2 separate regions of the Ovis aries genome follow, and region 1 is linked to region 2. A link is a contact called in public Hi-C data. All regions are on one chromosome and are shown on one strand. Each heading gives the region's core, a stretch centred on a gene start, on an enhancer-like site or on the middle of the called end of the contact. The rest is flanking DNA. Distances are from core to core; before and after follow the strand shown.

The links. A called contact is a pair of places that touch in the nucleus more often than the background predicts.
Region 1: a Hi-C map of hypothalamus shows a contact between it and region 2, with 3 times the contacts expected there. The contact joins the promoter of CMTM3 here to the enhancer-like site in region 2. A contact is called at or near these places in 7 of 16 Hi-C or Micro-C datasets (blood, hypothalamus, liver and 4 more).

What each region holds. Positions count from the first base shown.
Region 1 is chr14:33,922,247-33,928,784 of ARS-UI_Ramb_v3.0, forward strand. It overlaps CMTM3 (CKLF like MARVEL transmembrane domain containing 3), which reads left to right and starts at 2,435. Exons shown (of 4, transcript XM_060398374.1): 1 at 2,435-2,661; 2 at 6,296-6,451. The coding sequence starts at 2,515.
Region 2 is chr14:33,821,378-33,827,101 of ARS-UI_Ramb_v3.0, forward strand. It overlaps TK2 (thymidine kinase 2), which reads right to left. Exons shown (of 9, transcript XM_060398371.1): 9 at 4,039-5,724. The coding sequence ends at 5,719. Among named protein-coding and RNA genes, the nearest start is that of CKLF, 28 kb to the right of the region's middle. Within about 2 kb of position 3,639, at least 5 of the 54 cell types and tissues checked have an H3K27ac peak or open chromatin away from gene starts, as enhancers often do.

The DNA.
Region 1 (6,538 bases), core at 1,185-3,684, 100 kb after region 2:
CTGTGCTGCACAGTTGGACCTTGTTTGCTTATTCTCTAGATAATAGTTTGCACCTGCTAATCCCAACCTCCCAACCCATTTCTCCTCCACCCCCTTGGCAACTACCAGCTTGTTCTCTATGTCTGAGTCTGTTGTGTTTCATAAATAAGTTCATTTCTGCCATAGTTTAGACTCCATATATAAGTGATATCATAAGATATTTGTCTTTCTCTTTCTTACTTTGTTCAGTATGAAAATTTGTGGGTCCATCCATGTTGCTACAAATGGCATTATTTCATTCTTCTTATGGCTGAGTAGCATCCCACTGTATATATGTACATCTTCTATATCCATTCCTCTGTTTAACTTTTTAAGAAACTGTCAAGCTGTCTTCCAAAGGGGGGATAACAATTGCCACCCTTATCTGTGTCTGACAGTTCCAGTTGGTTCACATCCTCACCAGCACTTAAATAGCAGCATCCCCTTTTACAAAACCATTTTGATAGGAGTATAATACAATGTGATCTCATTGTGGCTTTAATTCACATTCTAAGATGTCTAATGATATCGAACATCTTTTCATGTGCTTCTTGGATGTTCATATACCTTTGTTGAATTGTCTGTTCAAATCTTTGGCCCATTCTTTAAACTGGATTGTCTTCTTCTTACTGAGTTAGTATTGAATAGTGTTTAATTAACACAGATCAGAACCAGGTCATCCTCTATTCTAATCTTCACCTGACCACCTCCCAGAGAATTTGGAGTAAAATCTAAACCCCAAGGCCTGGTCTTCTACAGTCTGGCTCCTCCTCTTGTGTGATTAGCTCTTAGCTCAGTCCTTTCTTCCACACAGGCTGCTTGGCTGCTCTTCCAACCAGCCACTCATTTATTACTAGGAATCATCGTACTCAGGATTCTCTGGACACCTTTAGTGTTTACCCACCCACCCTGCCCCCTCAAACAAATCTGGGGTTTCCCTGCCTCTTGGGCTTCTAGCACTGGTGTGGAATGAATAAATAAATGACCCAATGACTCTTACCTAGCTGGGAAGGTCCGGAAGTCTCCTTTGAGACAGTGACAATGTGGTTATGATCACAGAAGAATAAAGAGGAGTTAATCAGATAACATTTCTCTTCCTTGTTATCTGATTCCAGGCAGAGGGGTCAACATTTACAAAGATCCCTTTGCAAGAAGCAGCATGGAAGAGATAATCAGCTCTACAGGTGGGAGAGACAGAGGAAAGGGTAGCAAGGGGCTCTTTTTACTCTATACCAAGACCCTAAACAAGATGGGAAGCTATCAAGGTCTTTGCAGGTGAGGAGAATGGAAGCAACTGTGACGGATGACTTAAGCATCCCTCTGTGGGCCAAGAGAGGAAGCAGAGAGGCCCCCTAAGGCACCCTCACAGGACTTCCCTGGTGGTCCAGCGGTTAAGACTGCTTTCCAGGGCAGGGGGTGCGGGTTTAATCCCTGGGTGTGGAACTAAGATCCCACATGCCAAAAAAGTAAAAAGGAAAAGAAAAGACACCCTCACAACAGTCCAGGAAGGAGAGAGGAGTTGTCTGAAGTCTAGTGGAGGCTGTGGTGGTTAACACGTGGACATAGATAGAAGAAAGCTTAAGGAGGTGAAGACGGGAGTGGGGGGGGGGGGGGGGGGTGGTCTGGCTCTTGGGGTAGAAGGGCAACTGGCACTGCCCATTGCAGAGGCTCAGGGGTATTAAAAATGTCTTGGGTGGGATCTTGGTCACACTGAACTCCATGGAGACGTGTGTGTGTGCTGTGTAGGGGCTGGGGCTCCGAGCTCTAAGTTTGGGAGTCCTCCCAGATGAAGATGCCTGTGTGGCATGGGGGGCGGGGGGCGCTGCCGAATCCAGGGCTGGGGCAGCCAAAGAAGAAACTCCAGGAGGCTGGGCAGGCCAAAGAGGGGTGCGGTGGCCACTGGAGAGAGACAGGGAGTGGGGCAGGGAGCTGACTGTGGGGGTCAAAGCCGCAGGAAGACAGAGTTTTCTCGCTCTTTGAAGGCCTAAGTTCCTGGGTCCCCAGCACGCATGGGCAGGAAGTTAGACGGGAGACAGCGAAAGCCGACAGTCTTCTGGGCAAGGAGGGGTGGTTTGAGAGCTCCGACGGAGTGTTGGGTGGCGGCAATAAGAAGGTCTCCGGCCGCCAGGACAGGGGTGAGGGGAGAAGGCGGGGGTCTGAGGAAGCCCCGGGCCAGCGCGGGCTGCAGGAGTGCGGGCAGCCGAGGTTCGAGGGGTAGGAGGGGCGGAGGAGGAGGAAGGCGGGCGGAAGAGGGGAGAGAGGAGAGGAGGGGGCAGGAGTCAGGGAGGAAGGCTGCAGGCGAGGAGGCGAGAAGAGCCCAGCAAGGGAGGAGGGGTGGGGCGGGGCGGGAGAGGGGGCGGAGCGGCAGGGATGCGCCCCCGCGCCCTGCGAGCCTAGCCCCGCTCTCCTTCCGCACAGTCGGGGTTTCCGCTTCCCTCCCGGGCGCAGAGTGAGAGGGAGCGAGGCCGAGCCTCAGCATCGGCCGCCGCCGCCGCCATGTGGCCCCCAGACCCGGAGCCCGACCCGGACCCCGAGCCCGCCGGCCGGTCCCAGCCCAGCGCGGCCCTTCCCGGGCTCCGTGCCCTCCTGCCGGCGCGCGCCTTCCTCTGCTCGCTCAAAGGCCGCCTCCTGCTGGCGGAGACGGTGAGTGCGGCGCCCACGGCCCCCTCCAGGCGGAGCCCGGCCCCCAGCGGCCGCCCCCGCCTGCAGCCCCCGGGCGTGGGGCTGGGGGCGCCGCCGTCTGCACGCCCGGCGTCCCGCCCGCCGGCCTCGCTCGCAGCCCCCCGAGTTGGGCTGAGTTGGGCAAACTTCCCCCCTTTGGGATGGGCTCGTTGAAGCTGAGCCGCGCGCTGGTCGCGGGCGATGCGGGGGCCTCAGGGGAGCCCGGGGAGGGGGCTCACCGACGCGGCGGCCGGACCCCGGGGAGCCCAGCCCGGCGCTGTGTGACCTCCGGCGCCTCCGCCCTCTCTGGGCCCCTGGGACGGGCTGCGTCCCCGCGTCTTCAGGCCTCCCTCACGGGCACCCCGCTCCGCAAAACCTCCCGCCACGCCCCGGCCGGGCCCGGGAGGCATCGGCCCTTCGCGACCCAGGGTGGGCCCACGGCTCCTGGGCTCGCTTCCTCGGACGCAAGGAGGACCGACCCGGCCTCGAGCTGCTGGGCGGAAGCCAGAGTGGAGTCCCGACAGCCGGGAGGGGCGACCCCCCGGGATTGGGTGAGGCCCTGGCCACAAGGTTGGGGGGCGCGCAGGAGCCTACCCCCACCCAGACTGCGGAGGGGCGGCCGGGGGGGATGACTTCATCCCCCTCTTCCCCGCCCTCGCTGGGATCCAGCGCCAGCCGTCCCACCCTCACTGAGCTCCTTCCTTCTTCCCGCACCCCCCACCCACGCCCGTCAGCCCTTTGTCTTCGGGACACTCTGAAAATCCCTCGCACTGTCGGCCTGTGGGGTTGGGGGTTGGAGCTGGCCTCCGTGGAGGGGTGGGAAGGGAAGGAAGACGCCTAGCGGGGAGGCGGGATGAGGCAGAAGCACTTGTTACTTGGATCTCCAGCAATTTGATAACCCCTGTCATTATTCCCACTTTGCAGACGGGAAAGCTGAGGCCCCAGCATCTAGGGGATTTGACCCGGATGAGTGGCAGGTCAGGTGACAGCATGGTTGAGAACAGCAGGGATCAAAGGAAGGACTCTGTCCCCACCTCTCTTTTGGGCTCCCAGGGGGCAGATGGCAGGCGTCGGTCCTACCGCCTCCTCCTGCCTCTGGGGTCAGCTCAGAGGTCACAAAGCCAGCACCTGTCCAACTCCCCACATGAGGCACCCGGATCCCGGACTCAGCTCACACTGCTGGGAGTCGCCTCCTGGTTGGCCACTTTGCAGACTGATAGGAGCCACATTTGTGGAGAGAAGCCTTGAGTCCAAGGCCCACTGAGGGGACCCCAAACACACCCGACTCAGGCCCTCCTCATGGGTGGAAGAGGGGTGGCCAGAGCGTAGAGGAGGCCCTTGGCAAAACTGGGCACCAAGATCCTAGGTCCAGGTGGATGAAAGGGGGGGAAGGACGGATGAGGGATGGGCACTGAAGAGGCAAGAGGAGCCAGTTGAGATCATTCTGCCTCTCAGGTCACCTCTGGCTGCCCCCAGGCCCAAGCAAGTGGGAGGCTGACATGGGCAGGAAGGGGGAGGAAGTTGCCACCAGGGATCTGGGGAATGAGGAACAGAATCAAAAGGGGGATCCCCAGAATCAGGCTCTGGGGGTAGGGGAAAGGAAAATGAGGGCCACCGATAACAGCCTTTGGCACAGGAAGTAGAGGATAGGGTTGGGCCAGAGTCCCGTGGTCTTGTCTTCTTGGGAGGCTCCAGCAGCCTCTCAGCACATCTCTGTGCCTCAGTTTCCCATCTGTTCAGGCTGGGCTCAGCTACCTCCATTGTCATGTTCAGAGCAGACGCCCGTGCTCTGCAGCTCATTTGTCTGAAGTCACCATGGTGCCCCCTGTGGGGCATCTGGGTGTCATCCCTCCCGAGCCCCCCTACCCTGCTCTGAGCTACTCAGCTATGGACGTGCTCAAACCCAGCCAGAGTGACCGAAACCAGGACGGAAAAGGGCCAGCAGCCACGGAGCAGGATTGCTTAAGAATTCCACATGTGGAGTCAGCCAGACCAGAGTTCAAATTCTGATGCCCTTTTATTAGCTGTATGACACTGAGCAAGCCACTTCATCTGTCTTAACCTCACTCTTCTCATCTGCAAAGTGGGCTGTGAACGGCACTGGGTGCACGGGTGGTGGTGAGGAGCTCTCACAAGCCTCGTCAGACCCTGGGCCCTGTGAACAGCCCCATCAAGCCTGTCTGCCCTTCCCAGTGCACGGTCTGCGGAACTAACCGGGCCTTGGCATCCTCCCGCATCAGTTGCCAATGCTGCAGAAAACATCTCATTCTCAATCAGTTCCTCATGACACCTTGCCCCTCCTTCCACAAAGGTGGGACCTGTGACGCAGCAGGGCATGCAGTGGCAATGCCACCACTCCCTCTCCCTCTGGATGTTTTTTCCTTATTATGAAAATTTGAAAATATACAGCAAAAACATATGCCCACCAATTATACAGTTGGTAACACATTGCCTTATTTGCTACTTACTTGCTCTCAAATCTCTTTGCGACCCGGCTGACTCTTTGCGACCCATAGTCCATGGCATTCTCCAGGCCAGAATACTGGAGTGGGTAGCCGTTACCTTCTCCAGGGGATCTTGCCAAAGTAGGTATCGAACCCAGATCTCCCACATTGCAGGCAAATTCTTTACCAGCTGAACCACAAGGGAAGCCCAAGAATACTCTAGTGGGTAGCCTATCCATCCCTTCTGCAGCAGATCTTCCTGACCCAGGAATCGAACTGGGGTCTCCTGCATTTCAGGTGGATTCTTGACCAACTGAGCTTTCAGGGAAGCCCCTCTCACATATCTCTCTGTCCATCAATCCATTTTCTTAACTTTTTTATACTTTATTTTTGGTTGCACTGGGCTGGCTTTCTCTAGTTATGGCGAGCAGAGGCTACTCTTCATTGCGGTGCATGGGCTTCTTGTTGTGGTTTTGCTTGTTGCTGGAGCACAGGCTCTTGGTGAATGGGCTTCAGTAGTTGGCAGCACACACAGGCTCAGTTGCTCCTTGACATGTGGAGTCTTCCTGGACCAGGGGTCAAACCAGTGTCCCCTGCATTGGCAGGCAGATTCTCATCCACTGTACCACCAGGGGAGTCCAATCCGTTTTATTTTTGGTGCATCCAAAGTAAATTGCAGACATCAGTACATTTCAACTCTTGAATACTTCAGCAGGCATATTATTAACTAAAGTGCCAGATTTGTATCCTGTTTTTCATGTAAATTCTTCATTCATTGAAAAGCACAGCTCTTGGGTTTGGGGTGTAATTTTCTCAAACTGGCTCTTGCTTAGTTGACTGCCTTTGAGAGAGTGTAGGTTTGATTTTCCCCTGTGGAGCATCATCTGGGTTGGGTGGATTCTGCTACAGAGCCTCAGGGGTGGGTGGCGGGGAGGTAGCCTTCTGGGGTACTGGACGCTGTGAGGCTGGGGCTTCCTCATTGGGTCCTGGCAGGGAGCTAGCCTGAGTCTGGGTGCAGGGCCATGCCCAGAGGCACTGGGGGCAGCACCCTGAGAGTTCTAATCCTGCGGCTGCAGAACTGGGCAGGTCACTCCCTGCTGGAGCCACCTCTCTTCCTGCCTGCAGGGTGGGGCTGTGCACAGGCCCTGACCTCTCCCTCCCTCGCCTCCCAGGGTCTCTCGTTCATCATCTTCGTCTGCTATGTGGCGTCCTCAGCATCTGCCTTCCTCACGGCGCCCCTGCTGGAGTTCCTGCTGGCCCTCTGCTTCCTCTTTGCTGATGCCATGCAGCTGAATGACAAGTGGCAGGGCTTGTGCTGGCCCATGATGGTGAGGGCTGGGGCCCCAGGAGGAAGGGGTTGGCTGGCCCTCACCCTCCCTTCAAGTCACTGGAGGCTGTGTGCAGTTAGTTGGAAC
Region 2 (5,724 bases), core at 2,389-4,888:
TTACTCGCTCGTGCTTGATCGGTGTTTGCATTCCATCTTCCGTTCCCCTTCCATCCTAGTCAACTGTTTGTTTGGGGCGGGGTGGTATGTGAGACATTACTATGGTTCTAAAGTCAAGAGTTACCCAAAATGATTTATTCACTGAGTACATTCCCCTCTCATCCCGGCAACCCTGAACCCATTCAATTTTCTTTCTTTCCAGCCTTTTCCCACCAACCTGCATATTTTCTGGATTATCTTTCCTGTCCGCCCTATACATCAGTGTATTTTCCTTAGGCTAGCATACTCCAGTACTCTTGCCTGGAAAATCCCATGGACAGAGGAGCCTGGTGGGCTACAGTCCATGGGGTCGCGAAGAGTCAGACACGGCTGAGCGACTTCACTTTCACTTTTCACTTTCATGCATTGGAGAAGGAAATGGCAACCCATTCCAGTGTTCCTGCCTGGAGAATCCCAGGGACGGCGAAGCCTGGTGGGCTGCTGTCTATGGGACTGCACAGAGTCAGACACGACTGACGCGACTTAGCAGCAGCATACTCTAGAAACTCATTTGGACACTACTTTCTTCCCTGAACAGCATGTCCTGGAAATCTGTATCACATCTGTTCGGAGAGCACCTTCTCATTCTACTTCACAGCTGCATGCTGCTCCACTGTATGGATGTACCATGGTTTATTTAGCCACTCTCTTACATAAGAGCCTTTCGGCTGTCTTCAATATTCTGCGGTTACGAGCGATGCTGCAGTAAACAACCTTGTGCGTATATATTTTCGCATCCTAGAAGCAGGGTTGCTGGATCAAGATGTATGTACATATGTAGTTTGTCAGGTGTGGTCAAAATTTCCCTCTAGAGGTGTTGTACAAACTTGCATACTCACCAGTAATGTATGAGTGTCCCCCACAGCCGCAACAACAGAGCGTGTTGAGATGTGCGTACAACAGAGCGTGTCGAGATGTGTGTTTCTCTGCCAGTCTAGTAAGTATCTCGGTCTTCTTTAATCGCTGTCTTAGTCTGTTCAGGCTGCTATAACGGAATACCAAAGGCTGAGGGCCTTATAAACAGCAGACATTCAAATCTCAGGGTTCTGGAGGCTGGTAGCCCAAGACCATGGTGCCAGCATGGCTGGGTACTGGTGAAGGTCCTCTTCCAGACTGCAGATCGCCTATGTCCCCCTGTTCCCTCATATGGTAGAAGGGGCTTGGAACCTCTGTGGGGGTCTCTTACCAGAGCACTAATCCCAACTGAGAGGGGTCCACCTTCATGACCTAATCATCCTGCTCCTAAAGTCCCTCTTCCTCACACCATCACCTTAGACATTAGGTTTTCAACATATGAATTTGGGGGAGACACGAATATTTAGACCATAGCATCTATATTTCTCTGAGTGAATTCGAGTATTTTTCCTATCTTTCAGTGCCACTTTAATATCTCTTTTGTAAATTGTCTGTTTGGATAGTTTCCTCATTTTTCTATTGGAGTTTTGGTTGTCTATTTTTAAGAATTCTTCTAGAATATTAATCCTTTGTGATACGTTTTGAGTATCTTCTCCATGTCGTCAGATCTCTTTTGACTTTGTTTTCTCACGGCTTTTGTCATAGACATGTTTTAGCCAGATTTATCCATCTTTTTATTGCTGGATTTGGAATCAGTTACAAAGTTCTCCTACCTTGAGGTTTCAAAGCATTCATTCTTATGGTATGTGCACGGTTTCATTTTCTTACATGTAGATCCCTAAGCCACCTCGAGTTCATTCTTGGGTATGGTGTGGCGTATGAGCCATCTTTTTACAAATGATGACTCTGTCGTCTCAGCACCATTTATTTAAAAATCCATCTTTTCTCCCAGTTCTGGGCCCTTTGAGATGCTATAGCTCCTGGTTCTCTAACTTTAGGCCGTCTGAATCCTCTGATGGGCATGTTAAGGCATGGTCTGCAGGGCCTGCCCCCAGAGTTTCTAATACAGTGGGATAATCATTGAGATGCCACCTTTATCATGTACTTACATCTACTTCTGGGCTTCCTAGTCTATCCCACAGGTCTATTCATGCACCGGTACCACACTGTTTTAATTATAGACGTTTTATAGTATGTTTCAACATCTAGATCCCTAAAGGTAAGATTTATTTAAAACTTAGCACTTGCCCATGCTCTGGGCCCCTTCCACACAACAGGCCAGTTATCCTCACACCAGAAGTGAGCAATGCTCCCATTTGACAGATAAGATAAACCAGCACTCACAAGATTCAGTAACGCATCAAGTTTTCATGGGAATTCCTGGATGTCCACTTCTAGAAAACCTAAAGCTACAAGAAGTGGTCCCTCAAAGCATGCTTCCTGACCAGCAGCCTCATTATCACCTAGATAGCCGTTAGAAAATAAATTCTCAGGCACATCCCAGATCCACTGTATTAGAAACTCTAGGGACAGGCCCTGCAGACCATGCCTAACATGTCCATCAGAGGATTCAGACGGCCTTAAGTTAGAGAACCAGGAGCTACAGCATCTCAAAGGGCCCAGAACCGGGAGTCATCAGCAGCTGCAGGCACCCTAAAACAGCGCTTACCAACATGCGTTCCAAGGAACACTCACACACCTGGAAGTTAATAACCCCCTAAATGAGGGGTCCTGCTGTCAAATAAGTCTGAGAGTCCCTGACTAAAGCAAATTTCAGAAGGCATTTTTATTGCAGGACTTCCTGACTTTACCTAGGCTAACGTACTTTGTGTAGCTCAGAGAGAGTACCCAGGTGGTGGATCTCAAATTTGCTGGACTACAAATCCTTCTTTTCCCAGAGTACCTATTATTACTATGTCCCCAGACACGTGTTCCGTGAACCTGTCTTGGAGAAGAAAAAGCCAAAAGATGCAGAAATTGAAGAGGACAGCATTAAGTGCTAATACCCATTCTGATCCCACAAGCTTGGCTTTCTCCTAGCTTCTGTTTAATGACAGCTTTGGCCAAGTTCACCACCTTACGGAAACCAGAGGAACACGGAATTTACCCCAGCCTCAGGGGGGCCACAGGGTTGAGGTTATTAAGAAAAAAAAGTTGTGTTCCATTGACCCTGGCCTTTGGTAAGTGAGTAATCCACTGCCAAAGCCCAGAGGCACTGGGGGCAATATAATTGTTATTAGATTCTCAATGATGGAGGCCTGACATTTCCAAGAGCTTGTCAATTATTTTAATAACTGTTAACTCTTCAGGGTGCAGAGGCCAAGGGAACAAGTGTTACTCATTCTACAGATAATGTTAAGCATTTGACATGAGCTCCCCCACCCGGCTCCAGGAAAATGAGGGTGATGCAGATTTGATAGATAGCATCCAGGGGTAGAGAGGTTTTGAAAACACCTCCTACCTGCTCTAAAGCAATAAATACCTCAATCCTGCCTTCCCCAGGTGGGACGCTGGGAGTCTGCAGGAATCCCAGAAGTGTCTCAACCATGCACTCCCCAGGCAGGGAGGCACTTCTCATCGAGGTGAGGGGTTCTGGTGGAAAGGAGGGAGGAATGGGAAAAACCGGCTGGGTGACATCATTTCCCAGAGTCCATGTTTGGCAAGGGGCTCCTGAGAGCTCCACTGTGGGATCCCACTGGCCAGCGCTGAGGACATCACAGCAGCAGGCAGTGAGGGTGGGTGATGTGAAAGCAGAAGGGAGGGGAGGAGCCCAGAGGCACCGCGGAACTGAAACCAGACCGTGTGGCCCAGCCCTCCCGCTTGCCTGTCCCCCACCTCCGAGGTCTCCAGCAAAGTCCACTTAGAACGTTCCAGCTTATCTTAGTTGTGCAAAAGTCACCATCCACATCTGAATTTAGGTGTGAATGGTGGGGGAGAGAGGGCAGTGTGTCCAATGCCAACACTAAACAGAACAGGAGCTCCAGAGCCATCTGGACAGTAAGGCCCCTGGAGGAAGAAAGCCTCAAACCAGGAAGTCAATCTGGGAACAGAAAGACAGAAAGAGCCTGGGACCCGACGGTCTTGAGCCACCACACCAGCCCTGGACCACCCACAGCTGCACTTCTATGTGAAGGAGATACATACTTCTATCTTTTGGGGGTTTTTTTATTCACATTTCCCCCCAGTACAGATGCTCAAATTGAGCTGTGGGGAAAACTGGACCATTCATCTGCAAAGTCCCAAAGCTGGTCCCGGCATGTCCAGGTGACTGGTAGCAGCGGCCGTGGTTCCTGCTGGTCCATCACTGGCGTCTAGGCTGAGACACATCCCCGCCTGTGCAACTGGCCCAGGATCGGTCCCTCCACGAAGGGCCAGGAGGCAGAGTGCTGCCCTCCGAGCGCTGCCTCTGAGCCCGGGCCACCAGGGGCACCTGTCACCAGCTTACATCGGCGAGTTGCGTGCACACGTGCCTCACTCACATGAAGGCCGAGACGAGGCCTTCCAACCTTCAGGCACACCGACCACCACTCAGGAGAGGCCGAGGCCTGTTCCCCCAAGTTCATGATCAATCCACACCCCCACGTCCGCACACGGCCTCTGGAAGCTCTCTCCACCCACGTCCGAAGTTCAGGAGCTCCAGTGCTCCAAGAGCCTTTGCTTGCAAGCCCCATCCCTCCCGTGCAGATTGTCCTCGGAGAGAATGTTCTTCCTGTCTCTTGCTGCTACTTGACTCAGGAGGCAGCTGTGCCTTTGATGCACTGTTACAGCTGAACACAGCTAAGACAGTCTGAGCTAATAAAGATGGTTCACAGTCTGTGGCCCGCGATGTCCCCTTGGATGGAAAAACATTTCAAAAAGACTTAAGGCCACTGGTGTCTCTCCCCTGGGCCACAAACTCAGAGAAACTCCAAAGGTGAAGCTCATCACGCAAGCCACTAAGGAGGGAGGGAGCCTCAGAAGCCAGGCTGGCAGCCCCTTGCCCCAGCGTGACACCGGGCACACCAGCCCGGGGGGGCCACAAGCCACTGCCCTGACAGGTCATCAGCAGCCGCTCAAGCATGACCTCTGTCACCGAGGAGACCAAGCACCATTCAGGAGCCAGTGCGTGCCTCCCCTAAGTCAGGAAGTCCTGACGAGGTGGTAAGTACCGTATCAGCCTCACGCTAGAGAAGGGATGAACCCTGGGCTCAAGCCAAACGTGGCACAATTTTGTGAAAGTCAAGAAACGCCAACTGCCCTCAAGGACGGCTCAAAGCATGAGAAAGAGATGACGCCAGCTGCACACACAGCTGGCCCCCCCCTCGCGCGTCTGAGGGTCCCCAGTAGGCAAGGCGGGGCTCTGGGGTGAGGCAGCCTGGGGCAAGAGCTGGGCTGGGAGTCGCAGGAGTCTGAATGGTGCTGACTCCACTGTCACTGGCTGTGTGGCCCCGGGGAGCCTCTTAGTCTGTCTGAGCTTCAACTTCCTCCCCTGGGACGGAAGACCACTACCTCGCCCTCCTGGATGGCCTGAAGGGCTAGAGACCATAAGCCCAGCACAAGTCAGGCTAGCCTTCCCTAGCCTAGAAGGACCCAGCAGTGGGAAACCACCAGGAGACGCACCAGGGGAATGCAAGGCTGTGCCACCAGAGGGCATGGCAAACCCATTGGTCCCATTTACCCACGAGGCCCAGGATCCCAGGATGAAGACACTGGGAAAGGAGAGAAGGCCAGAAGGAAGACAACTGTGGGCAGATACAAAGCCCTCCTGAGAGTGGAGTTTTCCAAACTGCTCCTAATAGCTAACTTGGCGGCAGCAGGCATTTCTCAGGCACGATCTTTCCTATCCTATGG